2 separate regions of the Mus musculus genome follow, and region 1 is linked to region 2. A link is a contact called in public promoter capture Hi-C data. All regions are on one chromosome and are shown on one strand. Each heading gives the region's core, a stretch centred on a gene start, on an enhancer-like site or on the middle of the called end of the contact. The rest is flanking DNA. Distances are from core to core; before and after follow the strand shown. Region 1 holds the start of Sfpq (splicing factor proline/glutamine rich (polypyrimidine tract binding protein associated)). Region 2 holds the start of Akirin1 (akirin 1).

Region 1 (6,789 bases), core at 2,744-5,243, 3.3 Mb after region 2:
CTACGACACACTGCTGTGTCCACTCTTCCTTTGGTGCCGCATGTTCGTGTACAATATTTGGAACGTCTGGAGGAGTGGGGCAGTAGCAGGAAAAGCAGGGAGGCGGAAAATCCTGAGCGTCTCAAGGGAGGAAGTTATCTAACGTAGTACAGGGCAGGCTTGGCTGCTAAAAACCCACAAACTGTTTGGGTGCCTCGATGGGACTGAGAGGGCCCGTGATCCTGCTGCTGCAGCAACTGTCCTTACCATCCTTACAGGCTGGTGGTCCTAGTCTCTGACGCTGTGCTTCTGGAATACAAGGCTAGACATCTCTAAAACGTCACTGTACCCACTGCCTTTCTTCTCTCATAAGGCAGGGCTTAATGGAAACGCACCAATACCCAACAGCTGGTAGTAATGTTGAATGAAGCCAGGTCTAATCTGCTTTCCAATGACTTTGTCTCTTATTCTGCAGAGTCACCCAGCCTTGGTGAGACCTAAGGGGCCGGCATAATCTAATCCAAATGGTTTTGATTCTATAGAATACAGATTTTTAGTTTTTGAGAGGGGATCTCAGATAGCCCAGCTTGCTCTTGAGCACATTATGTACCTGAGTATGACCTTAAACTTCCCATCTTCTTGCATCCACTCCCAAAAGCTGGGAGCAAAGGTGTGAGCCACCATGCTGGGCTTTTTGGTTTTTGTTGTTTTGTTTTGTTTTGTTTTTTTTGTCTTTTGTTTTTCAGACACAGTTTCACTGGATGGCCTTGTTTGTCCTGAACTCACTCTGTAGACCAGGCTAGCCTCAAACTCAAGAGATCTGTTGGCCTCTGCTTCCAGAGTACTAGGATTAAAGAATTACCACTATTATCATGCTGGTTTTTATACAGTGCTGGGGACTGAACCACAAATGTTAGGTGAGCCATATTTCCAGCCCCAAATAAAGATTGAATAAAGATTTTAAAAAAAATCCTTATGATGGGTATGGTGGCATATACCACCGAGACATATGTTTTTAGAAGAAGTCTTGTTATATAGCCCTGACTGGTCTAGAACTATGTAGCTCAGCCTGGCCTTGAACCTGCAGTCATTCTCCATACATTTCTGGATGTTAGAATTAAAGGCATTAAGTGATATCCTAGATTATTCCTTCAAGTTACTGTTAAATCCAAAGGACAATTATAACTTCCATGTATTGTAATTACAGTGTTTAATGGTAAGATCACCTGCGTTTAGAATGCTTCAAGGTGAAAATTATCCTATACATCTCTCAAGCACAGAAATTCGCTACACGTTTCAAACCTAATAAATAATTTTATTTATTTATTTACTTATTCTTCTTCTTAAATGTATTACAAACTTCCTATGGTATACTGATTAGATTTCTTCGACTAAACAGCTTTTGTCTTAGGGGATAACACTTGGGTGACCTTAGACTGCCACTTGTTTTTGTGTGTGTGTGTGTGAGATGTGTGTACATGGCCCCTCCCCAAACTGTAGAAAGTAAAACAAGACAAAGTAGTATTTAATGCACATCCTCAGGCTCTCTGAGACAGAATTTTTGGAGTTATTTTTATCAGGTTAGTGTAGAGGAGAGAACAAAGTTCTTATTTTGTAGGCAATAATAATATCTAAGACAGATGAAACAAATTCCTGAATATAAGACTTCGAAGTGGGCTGGAGAGATGGCTCAGAGGTTAGGAGCACTGAGTGTTCTTCCAGAGGTCCTGAGTTCAATTCCCAGCAACCACATGATGGCTCACAACCATTTGTAATGGGATCTGATGCCCTCTTCTGCTGTGTGTGAAGACAGCAACAGTGTACTCACATAAAATAAATAAATAAATCTTTATTTAAAAAACAAAACAAAACAAAACAAAACAAAACCAAGACTTCAAAGCTAAGTGTGTAGCTTACACCTTTCATTTCAGCACTTAGGAGGCAGAGGCAGGTAGATCTCTGTGAGTTCAAGGGCAGCTTGTTCTACATAGTGAGCTCCAGCACAGCCAGGGTTATACAGAGATAAAAATAAAAATAAGGAGACACAATAACTAGGAGGGGCATTAAAGGGTATAGGTATCAGGAAGCTGCGGGTGAAGGGTTGTGTCTGCATGGTAGACAGTTGCCTCCCTTGGTTTTCAAGGTCTGAGGGAAGAATGGGGGTTGTAGTTTGTGGGCACATGCATCTGTGGACATGTGTGGACCCCAAGGTCAACTTAGTTTTCAGGAGTTGGTTCTCTCCTTTCACCTTGTGGGTCTGAGTGACTGAACTCAAACTGTCAAGCTGGTAGCCGGACCTGTATGTGATGAACCAACCATCCTCCTGGCTCAACACTATTGGGGTTGGGAAATCTGAAGGAAAAGAGATGCTGCCAGCTGCTTGTTTTCATACCAGTACTTATTGATACCTAAATATCATAAAACAAAAGAAAACAACAACAAAACATTAGTGTTGTGGGCTGAGAGTTGAATCTAGGGCCTCAAGCCCTTTATGACTGAGTTATGGCCTCAGCCATGCATAAACATTTTTTTTTTTCAACAGTGTTTCACTATGTATCTTTCTTGCTGGCCTGAAACTCACTGTGTAGACCAGGCTGGCCTAGAACTCAAGAGATATGACTGCTTCTACCACATGCCTGATGGGATCAAAGGCATGCACCAGCCCCATCCCGGTTAAAACCCAATGTTCATGAAGCTTTAAAGGGAGGGAATAAAAAGGAAATCTCGGCTGACCTGGTGGATGCATGCTTTTAGTCCCAGCACCTGGGAGGCAGAGGCAGGTGGAGGGCTGAGTTTGAGGCCAGTCTGGTCTACAGAAGTAGTTCTAGGACAGCCAGGGCTATGCAGAGTAACCCCGTCTTGAACAAAATCAAAAACAATTTCCTCTCCCATGATTTGTGCTTGTAAATTGTTACTGTACACACACATGGAGTCACATCTACCTCATTTACCCTTCTGCTGGAGAATAAAGTGAGTCTTCTGCATGTCACACAAGCCAGAACCCCAAAGGCTGTGTCCTCAGCTCTCTCCATACTTTTCCCTCTTGGACAAAGACTGCATTCACTCAAACCTAATGGCAAATTTTATAGTATTACAACAAACGTGTTGCTATGAAATAATGTTTTTTTTTTTCCCTTTTTTTTTTTTTTTTTTTTTTTTTTTTGGTTTTTCAAGACAGGGTTTCTCTGTATAGCCCTGGCTGTCCTGGAACTCACACCCGGCTTCCTTTTTCTTAAATCTTTACTTTTATTTATTCATTAATTTTTTTGGAGGCAGGGTTTCTTTGTGCAGTCCTGGCTGTCCTGGAATTTACTATGCAGCCCAGGCTGGCTTTGAACTTGGAGTCCTTTCTGCTTCCAGAGTGCTAGGATTAAAGGCATATGCCAAAACAACCGGGGCTTCTATTTTATTTTATTATTTTTATTTTATTACGTTTCATGTAGCCCAAGCTGGTTTTGAACTCAATGTAATTGATAATGTAAAGATAAACTTGCAGTCCTGATTACTAGTGCCTCCTCCTCCCAAATTTTGGGCTCACGTGTTTGCCAATCTGCTAGCCTTTGATAGGGTTTCAATAAAAGTAAAACCGTTGAGATTAAACTCTGTGAAATTGACTCTAACTTCATTGGCGTAGGAATAAGAGACAGCACAAGTTCAATTTATAACCTTGAACCCAGCGAAGATGTTAGCCAAGAATAGCGGACTACTCATAAGAGGAAAGAAAATAGCCTTTCAGCGCTATCAGGAGCTGATAGGGCCCTGGATATTTAATTTCACGCGAAAGTTGCAGGGCATGCCCATTCAAATTTCTTCCAACAAATCACAAAGGCGTATAGACACTTTCTTATCCGTTTATTGGTCAAATGGAAATCCCAGCCCTCCCTACCTCCCGCCTCTCACTAGGGAGCCAATTGGAAAAACTTAGGTTTCATCATCAAGTACTGTACTTGCTATTGGCTGTCCGAGCTGTCAATCTAGGGAAGGCGGGCCAGGCCGAACTGTCCTATTTAAGAAGAGGACAAAGGCGGCGCGCAGCTTGTGTCGTCCGCCATTTTGTGCTCAGCAAGGTGGCAACCACGTTCCCTGAGCGACTTCTCCGCTTCTGCCTCGACCGCCCCTTGACTACAGCTATGTCTCGGGATCGGTTCCGGAGTCGCGGTGGCGGCGGTGGAGGCTTTCACCGGCGTGGAGGAGGTGGCGGCCGCGGCGGCCTTCACGACTTCCGCTCTCCGCCGCCGGGCATGGGCCTCAACCAGAACCGCGGCCCCATGGGCCCGGGCCCTGGCGGCCCGAAGCCGCCGCTCCCGCCTCCACCTCCTCACCAGCAGCAGCAGCAGCCGCCGCCGCAGCAGCCTCCGCCGCAGCAGCCGCCGCCGCACCAGCAGCCGCCGCCGCACCAGCCGCCCCATCAACAGCCCCCGCCTCCGCCGCAGGAATCCAAGCCCGTCGTCCCCCAAGGCCCCGGCTCGGCGCCGGGGGTGAGCAGTGCGCCTCCGCCGGCGGTCTCGGCTCCGCCCGCCAACCCCCCGACCACCGGCGCCCCTCCGGGCCCTGGTCCAACCCCGACTCCGCCGCCCGCCGTCCCCTCCACCGCCCCCGGACCGCCTCCCCCATCGACGCCGAGCAGCGGAGTCTCGACCACCCCTCCACAGACCGGCGGCCCTCCGCCACCGCCCGCCGGGGGCGCCGGGCCGGGGCCTAAGCCGGGGCCAGGCCCTGGCGGTCCAAAAGGCGGCAAGATGCCCGGTGGGCCTAAGCCTGGAGGTGGCCCGGGCATGGGCGCTCCTGGTGGCCACCCGAAGCCACCACACCGAGGTGGCGGCGAGCCCCGTGGGGGCCGGCAGCATCATGCGCCCTACCACCAGCAGCACCACCAGGGGCCCCCTCCCGGCGGACCGGGACCGCGCACGGAGGAGAAGATCTCCGACTCGGAGGTGAGCGGGTTCTCGAGCAAAGCCGTCCGTTTCCCTAAGATGGCGGCGCCTGCCTACCCTCGGCGTTTTTTTTTCCTCTTCCCCCCCGCCCGCAGCCTAGAGGGCCTCCATTTTGTCCCCTGCCGGAAGCGCTCCTGCGCATGCTTGCGCAGGCGGGGCGGACGCGCGGCGGGCTGTGGAGGCCGCTAGGGATTGGCTTCCAGCGGGAGGGCATCCTCACGTCTTGGCGGTAATCCGCTAGAGGCTAGCGGTCCGGTCCCTTGGGACCCAACTAGTGCACGTCGGAGGCCTCTGTTTGGGAGAAAACAGGGCAACTTGGTGCTGTCTTCCTAGTCTGCATTTAGAGCTATTTGTTGACGTCAGAGGTGTATTGATTGGCGTTTGCTGATAAAGAGGCGATGTGTTTCAAAGCATTTTGTATACTCTGCTTCATATGGATTAGAGTTAGTGATCCTGTTGGATCCCCAAATATGGTTCAACCTGCTAGCCCTCATGGGAAAAAAGGGAGATCGTTAACGAATGCACGATGGCCTACTTTGGGACCACTAGACTTTTCCTGCTTTGGTGTATGAATTCCGTCCGATTTCTTTATTAGGGATTTAAAGCCAACTTGTCTCTCTTGCGGAGGCCTGGAGAAAAAACTTACACACAGCGCTGTCGGTTGTTTGTGGGGAATCTACCTGCTGATATCACAGAGGATGAATTCAAAAGACTGTTTGCTAAATACGGAGAACCCGGAGAAGTTTTTATCAACAAAGGCAAAGGGTTCGGGTTCATTAAGCTTGTGAGTGTAATTTTTTTCCCTTTTGTGAAAGTTTTTAGGCATGCTTTTAAATGGGAAGAATTAACGAGCCTTTAAGTTTTTTTCATCAATAGAAATCAGAATAGTGTGCATTGGGGCAGGACCTCAAAGACAGACCTTTAGCCCTCGGGGTGTTGGGAGGAGGCTTGAAGAAAGCTCTTAAGCGGTAGAAGTGGGAAGGGTTATTAAAAAATTGAGCACTAGCCAGTTTGGAAGTTGTTAAAAGTATTTCTGATATTTGCAGGAATCTAGAGCCTTGGCTGAAATCGCCAAAGCTGAGCTTGATGATACTCCCATGAGAGGTAGACAGCTTCGGGTTCGATTTGCCACACACGCTGCAGCCCTGTCTGTTCGAAATCTCTCTCCTTATGTTTCCAACGAACTTTTGGAAGAGGCCTTTAGCCAGTTTGGTCCTATTGAAAGGGCTGTTGTAATTGTGGATGATCGCGGAAGATCTACAGGGAAAGGCATTGTTGAGTTTGCTTCCAAGCCAGCAGCAAGAAAAGCATTTGAAAGATGCAGTGAAGGTGTTTTCCTACTGACAACGTAAGTTGTCTTTAGTTCATGCTTTCTTTTTTTTTTTTTTAATAATTTTGAGGGATAGTCGAAATAAAATTGGAAGTTAAGATGAGGAATAATTTCTGTTACTAGGACTCCTCGCCCAGTCATTGTGGAACCACTTGAACAGTTAGATGACGAAGATGGTCTTCCTGAAAAGCTGGCCCAGAAGAATCCAATGTATCAAAAGTAAGACTAAGCTTTTTGGTGCTCTAAAAGAGAAGTTAGTGATTTCTAATTTTGCTTAGAACTTTTTAGAACATTAGAAACTTTTTAGTCTGGGTTTTGGCTGGTTGGTCTAGAATTTTTCTGTTGTCTAGGCTGACTAAAACTCTTGACAGTCTCCTGACTTCTGTCACACAAGTGCCAGGATTATAGGTGTGAGCCATCATGCCAGTGTTATGAATACATTTTACAGTGTTTCTTGAATATGCTTAATACACATCTCTGTCTCATCTATTTTCTTATTTATTTTTTCTTTTTTGAGAACAAGGATTCTCTGTAACCCCCTGGTTG
Region 2 (6,180 bases), core at 8-2,507:
AAAAATGATTTAAAGGGACTGCAGGTTTTCCTAATGCTTGAGGAACAACAATAAGAAGAAAACAAAGAAACAACTTGGCCAAATCCACTTTTGAGGGATTATTTCTGGGATCCCTCTAATTTGCTGAATATGGGTGCTGAAGCGCGTTCCCTCCTCCTACTGCAATATGATAGGCATCTTTACTGCCCCATGAGTCCTTCTTTTTGCCTTGTCTAAAACGAAGTGCCTTACTCAAGTCGAGTCACTGTATTAGATATTTGAATTTTGAGTACAGAATCTCTGTATACTTAAGGATTCTCAAATACTAGCCAACCAACTACCCACTTCAAGCCATACCCGAAACAAGACAATAGCCACACGATAAAACAAGGTCAGTCCGTCTCTTAAGAAATAGTCTGGTTGAAATTGCATTCCATGGCTTCTGCTCCCTAAAGAATTCTAGAAATCAAGTCTTCCTAAAAGCACCTTGCGGCGCTACATACGCTCACGCCCCTTCCCCTCTATCCGTCTCCCGCCCCACTCATGGCTGGGTTCGTGAGCAGAATCCAATTTTCCATGGCCCACTGGATCTCCCGGGAGGTTCCGCACAAGCGGAGGCAGGAGGGGCTTCAGGGACACCAAGAGCCTTCGGCGGTCTGGGGTATCCCCACCTCATTTTGGTGCCCACCCCTCAGACTCTCCAGCTCCAGGAAACCCGAAAACCGACACTGTGGGGTCACTGCCCTTCCCGGATGTCTCTCGTCCCCGGAAGCAACCGGGCCCAGCAGCACCCCAGTTCCTTTTTCTCCCAAGGCCGATATGGGGTGCGGAGGTGATCTCGGCCGGTGTCCACGACCCCCGCACCCTCCCCGCCCCCCACGCCCGGGCCTGGCTTCCTGCCAAGTCCGCAGCAGCAGCGCAGGTTACCGGGAGTTGGAAGACGACGCTCGCTGCCGGGTGGGGCAGGCTGCTGGAGGCTCGCCGGCGGCGTCTGCATCTGAAGCGGCGGCGGCTCGGCGTCCGGGGGCCTGAGGCCCGGAGTGGGGCCGGGCAGAGGGGCGCAGCGTCGCCGCTTCGGGGAACCGGGGCTCAGCAGCGCCGCCTCGAACTCCATGGGCCGCTTCAGTGTCGCCCCGCACGCCATCCCGCGGAAGGGCCAGAGACCAGACGCAGACGCGGCAGCAAGGACTGCCCTGGATCCAACTCTTCAGCTACGGCTCCCAAGCCAAGCCGGCTCCAATGGCGCCTCCGGCACCCGGCAGCCGCGCTGGCCCCGCCTCCTGTGACGTCACGGGCGTGCGCCACCGCCCGGCAGAGGGGAAGAAGTCGGAAAAGGGCCGATCCGGGAGGCCCGCGAGCCTGGGCTCGGCCCATGGCGCCCCCTGCGGAAGAAGTAGGCCGGTCTGGGCGGAGAGCGTGGTCGCCTAGCAACACCCCCGCCCCCGCCCCTCCCAGGGCCCCCCCCTTCACGCTCTCTGCCGGAGTGGCCTGGGAGGTCTTTCGCACCTGCGCGGCAGGGGCCTCGGGGGCGGGGGATGGGAGAGACCCTGGGAGACCGGGGTTCCCTTGGCCGCGTGACCGATAAAAGAGGTGATTCTAAAGGGTTATCAAAGGATTTTGTCTTGAGTCCCAGGAAATCTTCACAAACATAACCGGGTTATCTAAGGATAGACTTTATTTAATCCACGAACCCTGTGCAATCATGGGCAAAATTGGAAGGGGAGGTGTGTTACAAATGAATGTATTTTGGGGATAGATGACCCGGCCATTAATCGGATCACTAAATGGATATGTGTTACGCAAAAAAGGATTAAAAGGAAAAAAAAAAAAACAAAAAACAATCCTACCAGAAAACTCACTGGCTTAAACTGTCTAACCAAGTGATACCAGGGTGTTAGGAACTTCCCCTGATAGCTGATTTGGCAGTTGGCTTCCTCATCCGACTTGGCAACTCAGACTGGTTCTTCCTCGGGTCAATCGAGATTCTCTGCCGTACTGTTGGCTGGAAAATGCTTTTGATATTCAGCAAATGAATAGAAAACAGGGAGGTTCTGCTTTAGGGAACTCTGGTTGTAATTTTCCTGGGGAGTAACTCCAGTGCTTTCAAATACATCAATAGAGTCATCAGAACAACACCTCCACATTCAAAGCCTTTCTGTAATTATTTGTATATTAGTGGCTGTGATTCCTGTAATCTGGCTTTAACATTATCTCTGTAACAGATTTTTCTAGAACAGTCCAAATTTTAGATACTCATTTCTAATTGCCAAGATGGCTGTCACAGTACTTCAACACACTTGGGGTTAGACAATAAAGGCATACTATCTCCAATCTTCCTCCTCCTTCTCCGCCTCTTCTTCCTTCTCCTCCTGTTCGTTTTGGTTGCTTTTCTCTGAGTCCTCTTCCGTTTCTACAAACTCTTTAAAGATCATAACATAGGTCATATACTTTCACATTTATTTCTGTAAAATATAAGACAGCACAGCATACCAAATTGCTGGTTTTCTGTTTGTTTTGCCATATTGGGATTCAAGCCTCCCTAGGCACATTACCCATGTTAAGTTTATTTTAGCACATTTATTGTCAATATAGATGTAACGTGGTTTAAACTAAAATCTAGAAATAAAACATTAGAGTTTTTTTTAAAAAAAAAAAACCTCACAATTATCTTGGTGGTAAATGACTGAATTTAAAATTCAGTTCTGAGCTTCTTGAAGGCTAAAGAAAAATGAAACCATAGTCATGATGAATAGGTGTTATCTGAATGGAACCAGTTCACCAGAGGACACAGACCATCATTTTGTGTATCACTTTAATTCCAAAGGTAGACTGTCATGACTTTATTAGGAAACAATGATGTAATAAAGCCTTTAAGACCGCTTGCATGGCTGTTTCTATGTTCAATAAAAGCCAAGGACATGAAAAGCCACTTCACGATGGTTATTTTTTAAGGGGACCTAAGAGCATCAAGTAAATTGTTTTCTTGTGGTATAAACAGATCCAAAGTGAACGATTAGAAGACTTGAAAAGTATGTCCCTTGGGTAGTCATTTTAAACACACCTCTCTTAGTAGGGTTTTGCTACGTGCTTTGGTAGTCACTCTGTGATCCTTTAAAACATTGAGTGTGCCTTGGAATATTAGTGTTTTAAAGGAGGAAGCTGTAATTTGAATATATGTCTAACTGTGCTTCAAAACCATACATTCCTTGAGAATAACAAGGAAGCCTTTATTCATCTGTATTTCCCCACGACTTGCACAGTGAATGTGGCAGGAATAGACACGGAATAAATATTAGTCAATGAATAAGTGGTAATTATTATTCTATCTCTGAAAGTTGATAGACCACATTGTTGAATGAGGTGGTTTTTAGATGATTCAGAAGCCAAACAAGTAGGTGGTATATCCTATGAGATGTTGCAAATGACAGTGGCTCAGAGACATGCCTCTGAGGGAGGTGGATGGGCTGCTCTGACAGGATGGAAACGCAGTCCTTATGAGGTCACCACACTCCAGGTCAACTTTGTTGTGAGTGATACAGTGACTCGACTAGGCATGTACATGCATGCACCCAACACACGTAATTGAGCATCTCTGTGTAAGGCATCAGGGCAACCAAGCTTTGTTGCTGTAGATACTTGGATATGAAAAGAGGCTTGCTTCCTGTCCTCCAAGGGTTTCTAGTCTGCTAGAGATGACAGATACTAATGAAACAGTCACCACAACAAATATCTAATTATAATCTCTGACAAGTACTGGGAAGGAAAGGGACAGGAAGTAAGGTGAGCATACAACTGGGAGTCTTAAGCTATCCTAGAACCGATAACAACGGAAGAAGCAGACGTTAAGTTAAGAGCTGGCAATGTAACAATGTAACCAGGAAAGTGTGCTAAAAGAGGGGCCTCACCCAAGAAGAGACAACTTATAGAAAAGCCTATGAAATGCTGGAGGAACCAAAGAAGTCTCAAGTGGCTGTGGCCCAGAGCATGATGAATTCAGAGAGATAAAAACTAGAACTTTGTGGTTAGATTTACATGTGAAAAAACTCCTGGCTACACTATGGAGAACAGGTTGGAGGGGATGAGAAAGATGTGAAGGAGATAAATGTTTAAAGGAGGGAATTGAAGCCAGGTGTGGTGGTCTGTAATTCTACCACTTGGTAGGTGGAGAAAGATCGGGGCTACCCTCTGCTATGTGGCAAGTTGGAGGCCAACCTGGACTATAAAAAGACTTGGTTTCAAAAACGACCCCAAATCTCCTTATACCTCTACTCATCTCTCCCTTTCCACTAACACAGACAATGACCTGCAGCTATGGAGGAAAGTAGCTGTCGATGGTGAAGGGAGCGTAGAAGATGGAATCAACAGAGATCCTAGTGAGTCTTAGTGAGGAGACAATAGTGCATCCAGAGTGAAGGTGACAGTGAGTCCCAGAGTGGAAGTGACATTGAGTTCCAGTGTGGAGGTGACAGTGAGTCCCAGGGTGGGGGTGACAGTGAGTCCCAGTGTGGAGGTGACAGTGAGTCCCAGTGTGGAGGTGACAGTGAGTCCCAGGGTGGAGGTGACAGTGAGTCCTAGGGTGGAGGTGACAGTGAGTCTCAGTGTGGAGGTGACAGTGAAGTCCAGTGTGGAGGTGACAGTGAGTCCTAGGGTGGAGGTGACAGTGAGTCTCAGTGTGGAGATGACAGTGAGTCCCAGTGTGGAGGTGACAGTGAGTCCCAGTGTGGAGGTGACAGTGAGTCCTAGGGTGGAGGTGACAGTGAGTCTCAGTGTGGATGTGACAGTGAAGTCCAGTGTGGAGGTGACAGTGAGTCCTAGGGTGGAGGTGACAGTGAGTCTCAGTGTGGAGATGACAGTGAGTCCCAGTGTGGAGGTGACAGTGAGTCCCAGTGTGGAGGTGACAGTGAGTCCCAGGGTGGAGGTGACAGTGAGTCTCAGTGTGGAGATGACAGTGAGTCCCAGTGTGGAGGTGACAGTGAGTCCCAGTGTGGAGGTGACAGTGAGTCCTAGGGTGGAGGTGACAGTGAGTCTCAGTGTGGAGGTGACATTGAGTCCCAGGGTGGAGGTGACAGTGAAGTCCAGTGTGGAGGTGACAGTGAGTCCCAGTGTGGAGGTGACAGTGAGTCTCAGGGTGGGGGTGACAGTGAGTCCCAGTGTGGAGGTGACAGTGAGTCCCAGTGTGGAGGTGAGGGGTGGCAGGGTTTACATGTTCCTGATTGGCTTTCAATTTTCTCAGAGCTATTTCATGAGAAAGTTTGTATATGTGGGTGCATGCATGAGTGAGTGTGCATGTACCTATGTGTGTGCACATGACAGCCGCAATACACACGTGGAGTCAGAGGATAGCTTGTGGAAGTCATTTCTCTTCTACCACCTGAGTCTCAGGGGGTTGTCTTGTCAGGTTTGGTGGCAGGTGCCTTTGCCCACTAAGTTATCTCACCAAGCCATTTTTCTTGAGACAGAGTCTCATTAAGTTGCCTGAACTGCCAAGCACGGTGGCTCCCCTTTGTAATCCCAGTACTTGGGGAGCTGAGGGTAGGAGGCTCAGGAAATCAAGACCAGCCTCAGTTACATAGCTAGTTTGGGATCAGTCTTTACTACATGAGACTCTGCTTCTAAACAAAACCAAAACTTGTCCAGGCTGGTCCTAAACCCACTCTGCAGTCTAAGTAGGGCTTGAACATATAATATTCCTATCTCTGCCTCCTGAGTATCTGGGGCCACTGTCTGCTTTGTTGTCAACTTGACACAATTAGAACCATCAGAGAGGACAGAGACTCATAGTTGAGGAAACCCCTCCATGACATCTAGCTATAAAGCATTTTCTCAGAGATCAATGGGAGAAGACCCAGCCCCAGGGGTGGGTGAGGCTGTCCCTGGGCTGGTGGTACTGGGTTCTATGAAATATCAGGCTGAGTAAGCCAGTAAGCAGAACTCCTCCATGGCCTCTGCATCAGCTCCTGACTCCACGTTCCTTGCTTGAGTTCCTGTCCTGATGAACTATGATCTTTAAGTGTAAGATAAATAAACTCTTTCCTCCCCAACCTGCATGTTGGTTATAGTATTTTTGTTGAAGCAATAGAAACCCTCACTAAGACAAAGGCTTATGCCACAGGCAAAGCTGATTGCTTTTTCTTTTGAGATTAGGCTTTGCTGTATACCCAACACTAGCCTAGAAACTCACTAACTAGGTGTGGCAAGCTT

The links. Promoter capture Hi-C pulls out the DNA fragments that hold promoters and counts their contacts.
Region 1: a promoter capture Hi-C map of cranial neural crest shows a contact between it and region 2. The contact joins the promoter of Sfpq here to the promoter of Akirin1 in region 2.

What each region holds. Positions count from the first base shown.
Region 1 is chr4:127,017,308-127,024,096 of GRCm38.p6, forward strand. Sfpq (splicing factor proline/glutamine rich (polypyrimidine tract binding protein associated)) reads left to right here and starts at 3,994. Exons shown (of 10, transcript NM_023603.3): 1 at 3,994-4,913; 2 at 5,509-5,697; 3 at 5,960-6,261; 4 at 6,367-6,462. The coding sequence starts at 4,110.
Region 2 is chr4:123,749,042-123,755,221 of GRCm38.p6, forward strand. Akirin1 (akirin 1) reads right to left here and starts at 1,258. Exons shown (of 5, transcript NM_023423.3): 1 at 907-1,258. The coding sequence starts at 1,123.